Regions from separate parts of the Hordeum vulgare genome. Here region 1 is linked to region 2. A link is a contact called in public Hi-C data. All regions are on one chromosome and are shown on one strand. Each heading gives the region's core, a stretch centred on a gene start, on an enhancer-like site or on the middle of the called end of the contact. The rest is flanking DNA. Distances are from core to core; before and after follow the strand shown.

The links. Hi-C and Micro-C count contacts between places; a contact is called where the count stands out from the background.
Region 1: a contact with region 2 is called in a Hi-C map of seedling, with 3 times the contacts expected there. The contact joins the enhancer-like site here to the promoter of LOC123404273 in region 2. A contact is called at or near these places in 2 of 6 Hi-C or Micro-C datasets (leaf and seedling) and 1 of 1 datasets of contacts at active chromatin or transcription factors (embryo).

What each region holds. Positions count from the first base shown.
Region 1 is chr6H:514,168,788-514,174,481 of MorexV3_pseudomolecules_assembly, reverse strand. No RefSeq gene overlaps it. Among protein-coding and RNA genes, the nearest start is that of LOC123402589, 93 kb to the left of the region's middle. Within about 2 kb of position 3,946, at least 3 of the 3 cell types and tissues checked have open chromatin away from gene starts, as enhancers often do. A contact at or near this core is called in leaf and seedling, where this site is marked.
Region 2 is chr6H:513,943,206-513,949,412 of MorexV3_pseudomolecules_assembly, reverse strand. LOC123404273 (pentatricopeptide repeat-containing protein At1g73400, mitochondrial-like) reads left to right here and starts at 3,091. Exons shown (of 3, transcript XM_045098201.1): 1 at 3,091-4,873. The coding sequence starts at 3,150. The coding sequence ends at 4,826.

The DNA of each region.
Region 1 (5,694 bases), core at 2,697-5,196, 220 kb before region 2:
TTAAATATATTCCATAGTTTTGTTTGCATTGAACAAAATGTTCGGTATTTTACAAAATTGTTTGCATAGACAAAAATGTTCATACTTTCAATAAATGTAATGGTTTTCAGAAAAGTTGTTGATGTATTAATAATTTTTCACGTTTTCAAAGTTGGTCGAGATTTGCAAAATCATTGTCCATTTCAATAATTGCTCTTCAAATAAAAAATTATTTGTGCTTCCAAAATTTTGTTCTACTTCTCAGATTTGGTTAAATAAACTCAAAGAATGTTTAAAAAATCATAATTTGTTTGCATTTAAAAAAATAGTCCGTATTTTAAATAATTGTTTGCATTTTCACAAAAATGTTCATAGTTTCAAAAAATGTTACGGTTCCCACAAAAGTTGTTGATGAATTTAAAAATTATCACGTTTCCAGAGTTGGTCGAGATTTGTAAAACTGTTCTCCATTTCAAAAATAGTTCGTAAATCTTAAAAGTGTTCTTGCTTCCAAAAATATATTATAGTTCTCAGATTTGGTTAACAAATTCAATGGATTTTAAAAACATTTATAATTAGTTTTTTATATCCAAAAGAAATTCCTATTTGTAAAATATTGTTTGAAGTTAAAAAATGTTCGTATTTAGTAAAATATGTGCAAAGTTTTCAAAAGATGTCCGGTTTTCAAAAGTTTGTTCATCTATTGAAAGAATGTCACAATTCCAATTTTTCTCAGGAATTTCAAAATTATTCTTGATTTCAAGATTTGTTCTTAAAATCATAAAAGTGTTTGTGCTTTCAAAATTTGTTTCTGACAAATTGTTCCCGTTTCCAAATTTGTTTAAAAATTCAAAAATGATCACGTTTCCAGAAAAGGTGCAGCAATTTGAAGATGAGTTCACGATTTCAGAAAATTTCAAAAAAAATCTGTTATTTTATTAAGGAGGTTTAAGTTTCATACTTTGGCAGTTAATTTAGTTTAGTGATGCACATCTGTCGCAAGAGCACTTCGGTCGTATTGGCTTTACTCGATCATACATCATCGCGTCGTCATTAATTCAAATCCAATGTACCGCCATCCATTTTTGCGTTTTTTTACCCTCGCTCCGCTGCACACCGCAATGGCCCCTGTGCGATTGCTTGACTACTCGCGGCAAAGAGCGGCATATAGGAAGTCCCTCGTATTAGCTCTCGCCTAAAGTGTGGCCTTACTAGGCCGGTCCAACATTGTAAAAGCACGTGATTTATTCACTGTTTTATATGAGATTTTTGGGGTTTCTTTGATTTTTGTGTAGACTTTTTGGGTTAGTTCTATTCTTTTTTCCTTTTTTCTCCTGTCTCTTTTTTGCCTAACACATGTCTATGTTTCTTACAAATTGTATCCATAAATCAGTAAAATTTGGTTATACAATATTAGACATTTTTTAAATACATGTTTAACATTTTTCAAATATATGCTTTGATATCCTAAAAAATCATGCACATAGAAAAATGGCATATATCTAAAACATTTTTATATACCTGCAATGATTTTTCAGATAAACGATTAATATTTCTTAATTTGTTTTTGGAAAATTTCAAACGTGTTAAGCATTTTTCGTATACGTGCTGATTTTTTGAAAAGGATACATAACTTTTTTTAAACTATACAAGCATCTCTATTTACATTGTATAATCAGTTTTTTTAAATGTCACAAACACTTTTTTCATAACTGTGCACATTTTTAAAATGTAAGGTACTTTTTTAATGGTACGCAACATATTTTTGATATTACATAATTTTTTTAACTTTATATATTTTTTCAAAATATCATGTACATATTTTGAAATGCGTGAGCATTTTTCGAAATGGCACATAAAGTCCCTTAAATGAAACAAAGATTTCCCACAAATTGAGTGAACATAGTTTTACACTACATGAACATTTTTTAAATGTACGATGAATAATTGAAAAACTAGCTATTTTTTTTCATAATATGTCTATTTAGTTTTTTTTAAATAAGCAAAGGTAATATAAAAATAAGACGTGTGTGACGTCAACTCGACAATGCCACCTTGCTACTAAGCCAGCCCACTACCGGCTACCTGTAGACGAGCTCGGCTTGAGATCAACTAGTTAGCGAGCGCTCCTCCGGTAGCCTCACAGCAAGCACTCCCACGTGCCACCACTTGACATGTTCTTAGCTGTCGTCACGTGTCGTGCTCTAAATGCTTCATTCGAATTTATTTATTTATTATTATTCTTTTGGATGTGTTTTTGGCTTTTTGGATTGGTTTTTCAGTTTCTTTTTCGGTTTTTCACAGGTCTTTCTTAGTTTTTTGATAAAAAATGTTAACTTTTGTTTGCGCGGAAAAACACGTTTTCTGTGTTTTTTCACGAGAGGCGCGGTTTTGCTTTCGCGAGAAGTATGGTTTTGCCTTCGCGAGAGGCACGGCCGTGTCTTTCGGAAACGAAAAAAGACGTATTTTTTGTTTATTTTCGTGAAAGGCACGGTTTTGCTTCCGAAAAGGGGAAAAACTTATTATTGGTTTTTTTTCATGAGTGACACGGTTTTGCTTCGGCGGGAGACATGGTTTTGCCTTCCTGAGAGGCACCGAGAGACACGTTTGTGCCTCTCGAAAAGGAAAATATCCGGGGTTTTTTGTAAGAGGCACGATTTTGCTTCCGTAAAAGGCACGGTTTTGTTTTCGCGAGAGGCACGGCTATGCGTTTCGAAAAGGAAAAGAAAATGCATTTTTTTGTTTTTTTATGAGAGATATGGTTTTGCTTCCGCTGGAGGCACGGTTCTACCTTCGTGAGGGCACGCTCGTGCCTCTCGGAAAGGAAAACACGTTTTTTCACGAGAGGCGCGGTTTTGCTTTCGCGAGAGGCACGATTTTACCTTCGTAGGAGGCACGGCCGTGCCTCTCGGAAAGGAAAAAGACGCGAAGAAATGTGTTTTCTGTTTTTTTCCTATCGCGAGAGGAACGGTTTTTTAGGTCCTGTTTTTTAGTAATAAAAAAGTTTATCGAGATCTATCAACATGGTATCTAGTTTTGAAGACCTTGATGCGAGAAATTCAATGATGAAAACGGTTCGAAATTTGAACGCACGGTTTAGGAGATAAAATATTTTAAAAAAAATTACGAAAAAGGAAAAACTTTCATGTTTCAACAAATGACACGCAAGCAATGCGTCACTTATGACAACCTGAGAAAATGAAAGTAATGTTTGAACGATGTACTCTTCAATTAGTGATTTAGGTTCGGCTTCCGTCTTTCTAAAGGCTAGGCATAGAGTGAAGACCAGAGTTCGGCCTGACAGTCGCCCACGGCATTTGTTATGCTGCTAAATCTTCAGAGATGAGATTTAAGAGATGGAACAATGTAACAAACATTTTATTTTTACTTTTTGACAGCATAACGCAGCAACGGTTAGGAGTAAGGGACTGCATAAACCATGATCGCACACTACACCAGGACAGTCATATAGGGGCCTGCTTGGCTGCTGACGCCAACTCTGCCACTGCAAGTCAAATATGTTGGTGACCCATGTGCTCGCAATGCCAAGCAGTAGCTACACGTGACCATTCCCTAGATCCTCATACTAACCGGTACTTTAGTTAGCAGACACTGTGAATTCCTCAGTGGTTTGGAGAACTCTGCGATCAGTTCAGTTGCCTACCCACGGCAATAATATGGTCAGTCCACCAGAGGTACCTCCACCAGAGAGCTCCAAGCCTCCAACGATACTATCTAGCTAGCGTGAGGACCAAACACCGAGTGCCCACCCACATGATAACCAGCATCTCGTGGCGCTGCAGCTTGAATGGCGAACAGTTGCCCGCGTCTCCTTTGCCAGCTGAATCGGCTCTCACTTTTCCCTTCGTACGACACTGTTGCGGGAGCCCGACCGGCAGAATGCACGGCGCGGCACTCTGCACAATGTGACTATATTCCCCTCCTGAACCTGAATGGCCCGCGGCACGTACCGCAGTACAGCTCATGTGCAGGGACAGGGACATGCGCTGGTTGCTGGCAGCAAAGCACCCCTGGCAGGTCTTGGTGCCACACACACAGCAGACGATGATGGCCTGTTCGTTTGGTCCAGGTAAACAGTGGAATAGAGGCAGGTGGATGCCATGCCAACGCTGGAGAATAGAGTCGGGTTCTCTATCAGCAAAATGGAAAAATTGAAAAAAAAAGTACTTTACAAACTAAACCGCGTTTGAAAAAAAATTGATCCGTCTGACCCTTTTTTATACGTCTTTATCTTAAACGCCACACTACACTGTGTGACACCTGATATTATGTTGTGTGGTTCTTGAGACCTAGGCAAAGGCGAAGGCCGATCGACTATGAGCGGCTCTCTCGCCTCCCCCGCCCCGGAGCAGGCTGCCGCCGCAACCTCCACGGCGACCTCTGCGCAGCCCCCCACCTCCGCAACCTCCCTGGCGGCCCCCGCGCTGCGGATCACGGATGAGGCATCGGGGAGGGTGCTGCCCTGCATCGCCCTCCAGGAGGGGGCTGCGGATCCGCTCGCAGGTTTCGTGGATCTGACCTCGGGGCGCGTCCTCCCATGTGTGGCATTGATGGCCATGGAGGAATCGCCGGTTGCTGCGGTAAGTGCCCCCCTTCCTCTCCTAGGCGGTCACCTTCCTTGCAGCCAACCTTGCCAGAGCCTCTCCGCCTCTCTCGGGCGGATCTGGCCAGCACTTCAAGACCCAGCCTCTGCCCGACCTTGATGGCAACGAAAATGAGGGAGCCTGTCCGCGGGCAGCCGAGCGCGGGGGCGTCTTCAAGGCGAGTGCCCCCTCCCCATTCCGGGACAGATCTACCCGGCTCGTCCAAGCCTAGGCTGCGCTCCATCATCGTGGCGCCCGAGAAGCCCCTGACCGATGGGCAGGCACGAGCGGATGCGCCTTCAAGACCAGGGCACTGCGGCTCGCCTGCCACGCCCGGCCATGCCACTGCTTGGAAGCTTGTGCAGTCTCGGCGTGGCCGGCAATTGGCTACGCGCCAGGAGGATCCCTCCCCGCCTCTGTCAAAGGATCACGCTCGCTTCGCTCTCTCTCCCGTGGAAGCATTCAAGACAAGATTTGGAAATCGTTGCTTCAGATGCCTTGCCTCTAGGCACAGATCCTTCCAGTGCCGAGACCCACAAATTTGCTACACTTGCAAGAGGACGGGTCATTTGGAGCGCCAGTGCCCAGCTCGCCGTCCCAAAGGCTCAGCTCCGCTGCTGCCTCCTGCCACTCCTGCTTCACCTTCGAGGCCCCAAGAGCCTACTCCACCGCCACAGCCTGGTGGTTCTCTGGGATCTCCCTCCTACGCCGGCGTCGTCGCTTCTGCGGACTCTCACTCCGTTCCTGAGGCGAAGATGGCTGGTGGGAATATCCCGGGTGCGGCGCACCGCAAGCCGGCCACTTCGACCTGCTCGGTGGTCAGTACACCGGAGATGGAGGATGAGGCGTACCGCTTGCGCACCACGGCGCTGCTGCTCACCGCCGTGGGTCCGTGCTCGGGCATTACCGCGGACATGGTGGCCGAAGCTGTTGAGCTCGGGTAGGGGTTCCCGCGAAGGGACATCTGCGTCGCCCCTGCTTCCCGGAAGATTTCCTGCTTGTCCTGTGGGAGTGCCACCAGCGCGACCTGGTTTTCGAGCGGCGACAGCTGGTGGTTGCCGGAGTGAAGCTGCTGCTCAGGCCCTGGTTCCCGCCTCCGGGTGGGAATAGG
Region 2 (6,207 bases), core at 1,842-4,341:
ATGAACAATGGCATGGGGTGGGGCTTCCTGTTAAGGAGTTGTTCGGCAACACACTAGCTTCATGGAAATTAAGGATATGAGGATCATCTATACCCCAGCTCCGTGATTTTTCACTTCAGCTCCGCCAGCTCCAAGAGCTGACTTGCAGAGCAGTTGGAAGCCGAACACGCCCTAAATAGAGGATGTGATATGTGTATGGGTTTGTGGGAGGTTCGTCTCGCACCATGCTTATTAGGGTTAGGGGGTGTGCGATTTGTTTCTTTTGTTGCAACGCACGGGTGTATGTGGAATCAACTTCATGTTATACAATTCTAGAACAGAAGGAGGAAGCGAGAAGAAATGAAGCAAGATAAACGGTGAAACGTGTGGGATGCCATGTTGAATAGATCGTCATTATGTGGTCTACGAATTTGGATGTAATTTTTATTATTTTTTATGTTCGTTGTACTACCATTTTTGAAGATGCATAGATCAGATATTTTTCTGCAAAAAAATAGAGGACGAGGACGAGTCTGTGTGGTAGGGGGCAATGGGAAAGGATGTGCTTCTTCCGTTGCAACGCATGGACCCATGTCCTATAAAAAGCAGGTATAAAAATGTGTGTGTTTTATAGCATCTTTAGCAGATCCCGCATTTCCGCGAAAGCTATAAAATAACCGCCGTTTTGCCGTTTCGGGCCGAAAATGCACGCAGACCAGATCCCGCAAACGTGACCGGTCTGCAAAACAATTTGAGGTGCGCGATAGTTTTCCCCCGCGGAACTGACAAAATCGTGTTTTGCGCGGTTGACCCGGCGGCGACCTCTATTCTAGATCGATTTGGCGGGAGGGACATTTCACCGTGGCAGTTCACCTTTCCTCTTCCCCCGCCGCTGAGGATCTTCACCTCCCCACTCCGACCAAGCTCCCGACAGCCCTCCAACGCGGCCATGGACGCCCCCGACCCCGCGCTCGTCACCGTGGAAGTAGAGGTAGCCAAATCAATGGCGAGCAGAGCCGCGGTGGATCTCCCCGCCGACCATCTCTGGGCCGCACCGGGAGGCTCCTCCAACGTCGTTCCTCGCAAGTGCCTCATCAAGATCATCGTGCAGGGAGGCGCGCCCGTTGCCGGCACCAAGGGGGCCGGTCGCCCTAAAGGTCGCCCTCCCGCTCGGTATAGGGACGCCGGCAATATTGGCGAAACCGAGGCGACGGAGGCAGTGAAGAAGAAGGTCATGCTCAAACGCAAGCCGACGCCTCCGGCCAACAAGGCCCCCGCGAATTCTACGCCTGCCACCGTCGTCGTCCCACCGGTGTTCGACGGAATGCCCGAAAGGTACGTCCAACCAAATTGTGTCTTCTTCTTTGCCGCCGTTGGGGTTTTCGCTCAAGAATTCGCCGTCTCTTTTCTAGGTCCGAGTACGCGGCTATCCTCGAGGAATACACGGTGTACATTGAGGATGCACCGCTTGGGGACTATGGATACAATGACATGGACGACGGGGTACACGGTGGCGGCGAAGAAGAGGAGGAGGAGCTGTAGGAGATTGGAGGGGAGGTCTTCGAGGCATCGCAATCCACGGCAGGGTATAGCAAGAGGAAGAAGGTCTATACCCAATTGGAGGATGAAGCGTTGATCCGGGCTTGGGAGGTTGTATCACTCGATGCCATCCACGGCGCCGACCAAACCGGGAAGAGGTATTGGCAAAGGATAGAAGACAAGTTCTTCCGGTTGATGCCAAACAATGTCGACAGAACACCACGCACCTATAGATCACTCCAAGGTCGTTGGGATGTGATCAAGCTGGCAGTTAGCCGGTGGTGTGGATGTTTGGAGCAAGTCTACAATGCTCCTCCAAGTGGAACCAATGAAGCCGATTGGGTGAGTGTTTTATCTGCAACCATCATATTGTTTGCAAATGATAGTGCTTTGACATAGTTCCTTTGGTTGTAGGAGAAAATTGCAGCCGCAAGGTATAGAGACATGCCGGCATCCAAGGGCAAGCCCTTTGCATTTGAGCATTATTGGGCGATGCTTAAAAATCGTGAGAAATGGAAGGTGAGGGACAAAGAAGCACCGCCGAAGAAAGGTGCCTTCACCTTGTTGGATGATGAGGATGATGATGAAGAAGAGAGGAACAAGGGTAGGCCGGATGGCACCAAGAAGGCCAACGACAATATGAGGAAGGATTTGGAGGCATCAAGTTTGAGAGAGAAGATAGACCATATGGTGAAGTTAAATGAGTTGATGGTCACCATGACTATTGAAGCAAAAAAAAGAGTTGGCAATGAAGAGGTCTCAAGAGAAAGAGGAGAAGTGGCACCAAATCAAGGAGAGCAAGTTGCGAAGGCGGCCATTCAGGACAAAAGAGCCCAAGATGAGGAAATCAAAGCTCTTTCCAAGCTCATTGCCGAGGAGAACAAGATCATATGACCATAAACCGCAATGAGATGGATGAGATAACCTTGGAGTGGCATGATTTGATGAGAAAGGGGATCTTGGAGCGAAGGAGGATGGCTGCCATCGGTGGTGGTGGTGGTGGTGGTGGTGCTTGATGGTTCTTCATCATGCTTTCGCCACTTTAATGTGGTTCTTTTGATGCAAAAATGATCTACTCGTTGTTTGGGTGCTTAAAACTATATCATTTGCTATTTGTATGTGAGAACTATGTTGAATTTCCAAACTCTTCATATTAATTGTCAATTTTCTTTATTTGTGCAATTCTGTTTTTTTGGTTTGAAGATCCACTTTTGGCTGTGGCAGAACAGACACCGCATTGCCGAACAGCAAAACAGAAATATATTCTGTTTTACAGTTCGGCAACGCGGTGTCTGTTGTGCCGCAGCCAAAAGTGAACCAGCAAATCCGTTTTTCACGTCCCGCATCACGGGTTTGCAGGCTGGCGGAACGCTGTGTGTGCTAGAGATGCTCTTAGGGGAGGAAAAATGTGTGAAATGAGTCCATTTCCATTACGCTCGGCCCGCTTAGACTAGATAGCCTCTCTGGGCCACAATGTTAGGCCTACAATCCCCGTGGCAGGCCGCCGCAGCCACCGATGTTAGACTCTTGTAAGAAACAAGCACACCCTCCGCGCCGCCTGTCGCCTTGCCGCCGTGTCCGTTTCAGCCTCCGAATCCCCCATCCCCCGTTGCCTCGCGTTCCAAAGCCACATGATATCCCCCAACCTCCCCCTCCGGCTCCGCCACCTCCGCCGCCTTCTCGCCGCCGCGCACTTGTCCTCCCCCGCCGCCGCATACTACTCGCGCGCATATTCCCCGCCGTTAAACCGAGCTCAGGCCCCGCTCCCGCCCCCGCCTCCGCCCTCGCCGCGCCATCTCCCGGACCTCCCAGCGCGGCGGTTCTCCTCCGGGCACGTCCTCCTCCCCACCAACCTCCAGGAGGAGCACGTCGCGTCTCTGTCCGACAGGATCTACGACGCGCTGACAGAGACAGAGGAGGGCTCCAACGAGGGCACGGAGGCCGCCCTCGACGCGCTGGGCGCCGAGCTGACCACCCCGCTCGTGGCGGACGTGATGCACCGCCTGCGCTACGAGGAGAAGCTGGCCTTCCGCTTCTTCGCCTGGGCCTCCCAGCAGGACAACTACGAGCACGAGCACCGGACGTACAACGACATGATCGACATCCTCTCCGGCACGAGGTACAAGTCCCGCCAGTTCGGCGTCCTCTGCGACGTGCTCGACCACATGAAGCGCCACGGCACCAGGTCGGTGCCCGTCGAGGACCTTCTGGGCATCCTGCGCGCCTACACCGAGAAGCACCTCACCAACCTCAGGAAGCTGGCCAAGAAGCGGCGGGTGCGGATGCGCACGCCGCCGGAGACCGACGCGCTCAACATCCTCCTGGACGCGTTCTGCAAATGCGGGATGGTCAGGGAGGCGGAGACGGTGTTTGGTCGCGTGAGGAAGAAGCTGCAGGGAAATGCCGAGACGTACAGCATCCTGTTCTTTGGGTGGTGCCGCGCCAGGGACCCCAAGAAGGCCATGAAGGTGCTCGAGGAAATGATTCAGATGAAGCACACCCCAGAGAACTTCACGTACATTGCTGCTATTGACTCGTTCTGCAGCGCTGGTTTGATCTCGGAGGCAAGAGAGTTGTTTGAGTTCATGAGGACCGAGGGATCGAAGATATCCTCGCCCACTGCTAAGGTATATGCTATTATGATTGTTGCGCTAGCGAAAGCTGATCGGATGGACGAGTGCTTTGAGCTGATTTCAGATATGATTAAACGAGGCTGCATGCCTGATGTATCAACATTTAAAGATTTGATTGAAGGCATGTGCTTGGTGGATAAACTTGATGCTGCTTACTGCATTCTGGAGGAGATGGGGAAGGCTGGGTTTCCTCCTGACATTGTCACTTACAATTGCTTTCTTGAGGTGCTTTGTAGTCTTCAGAAGGCTGATGATGCGCTCAAACTCTGCGAGAGGATGATAGAAGCACACTGTGAGCCCAGTGTTCATACTTACAATATGCTGATGGTGATGTTTTTTGCGACGAGAGAGCCACACAGGGCACTCGATATTTGGATTGAAATGGACAAGAGAGGATGTCGGCGTGCTGTTGATACCTATGAAATAATGATTGATGGCCTGTTTGATTGCGGAAGAACGGAAGATGCGACCACTCTTCTAGATGAAGTAATAAACCATGACATGAAACTGTCGTACAAGAAGTTTGATTCTATCATGCTGCAATTATCAGCTGTTGGCAACCTTGGCGCAATACATCGGCTGTCAGAGCATATGAGAAAATTTTACAATGTCGCAATGTCAAGACGTTTTTCGATCACACAGAAGAAGAAGAGCATTGGTATTAGAAGGAGATGAGTTCTGCAAGACTAATTGTTAGCACGAATGTCAAGAGCTTATATGAGGTAAACACTTCCCTGGTTTTACTGCCAAGTGCCAGTCGCCAACTATTAGTTGCCGTATTAGACATGTGCTGCATTACAGTTTTGGTCATGCCTACTTTTCTCTGAGCGAAGACCTAAGTTACATATGGAATGCTAATCACATGGACATCGTTTTACCAAATGGTAGCTAATAGTGAGACAATAATACTCTAATGTGTAGTTGTAATATTTCAAACTTAAACTTTAGAATCTCAATGGTTGCTACAACAATAGATTAGTAGTGGCAGGCAATCATCTTTTTGGTGGCTAACACTTCTGTTTTGTATATTGTTTCAATGGAATTTCTCTCATATATCTTAGCACTTGTTGGCTACCCACCCCTTTTCTACAAATCAGTTTGCTGCCTGACATAAATTCAGTTTAACCTATGCAACAATATATTGTAGATGGACCAGTCTAAATGACAAAGCAGCATGTTTCAGTTGACTAAAGTTTTCTCTTTATATCGTACCTTACCCCACTACAAAAACCAGTTCACTGACTGACAGAAATGCAGAGAAACCTACGTGGCAGTAGAGATATACTAATACTAATGGCTGGTTTTTCTCGCTATATTAATCTAAACATGCTATGATGTAAATACTCTGGAACCTGGACCAATTTTTTATTTTACCTAAGGAAATATGAAAAATCCCTTGCTTGTTTGCTTCTATTAAATTAAACACTTTCTGTTGTAAAGCCCTGAGGTTTTCTTTTACTTGACCAAAATGAATTGGCTGAATGGAAACTTAGTTTAAAACTTAATGTTTGTGTTATGTAAGTAGCCAGCTAAATCCAATCTACTGCCCTTTGTTGTTTTTCCCATTCCAGCATATTGTTGGTCTCTTCAGGCAAAAAAGTGATGTCCTTTTCTTTTGTTGCAGAAATCACAAGAATATATTGATTAATGATAATACGCTAACTGTCACCGAGTAAAGTTAAAGAAATACCTATTCTTAAAAAGCGTGCATACTTGAGGGCAGAGAAAACTTAATAACATGAATTTATGGACATGTACCACTAGTGGTTTGTTTAGAATGCCTATTTTACCAAGCTAATGTAGGACAAGATGGCTAGTTGTTGCAGGTTTGAGCAGATATAACTAACCGTAGCCTATCATCGCCATCCTGGCTGTAAGCAGTAGGGAGATGAGAACTTGAATCTTAACAGTGATGATCTAGCTCAAAAAAGTACGAGGCAGTAACTAGTTTCAGTAATGGTGTCTGGTGTTTTTTGTTCTGAAGTGCAATTATTGGTGGTATATGTGCTTCTATGAGATATTCGTGTTCATTCTAGTGATGGCTATTACTTGAACA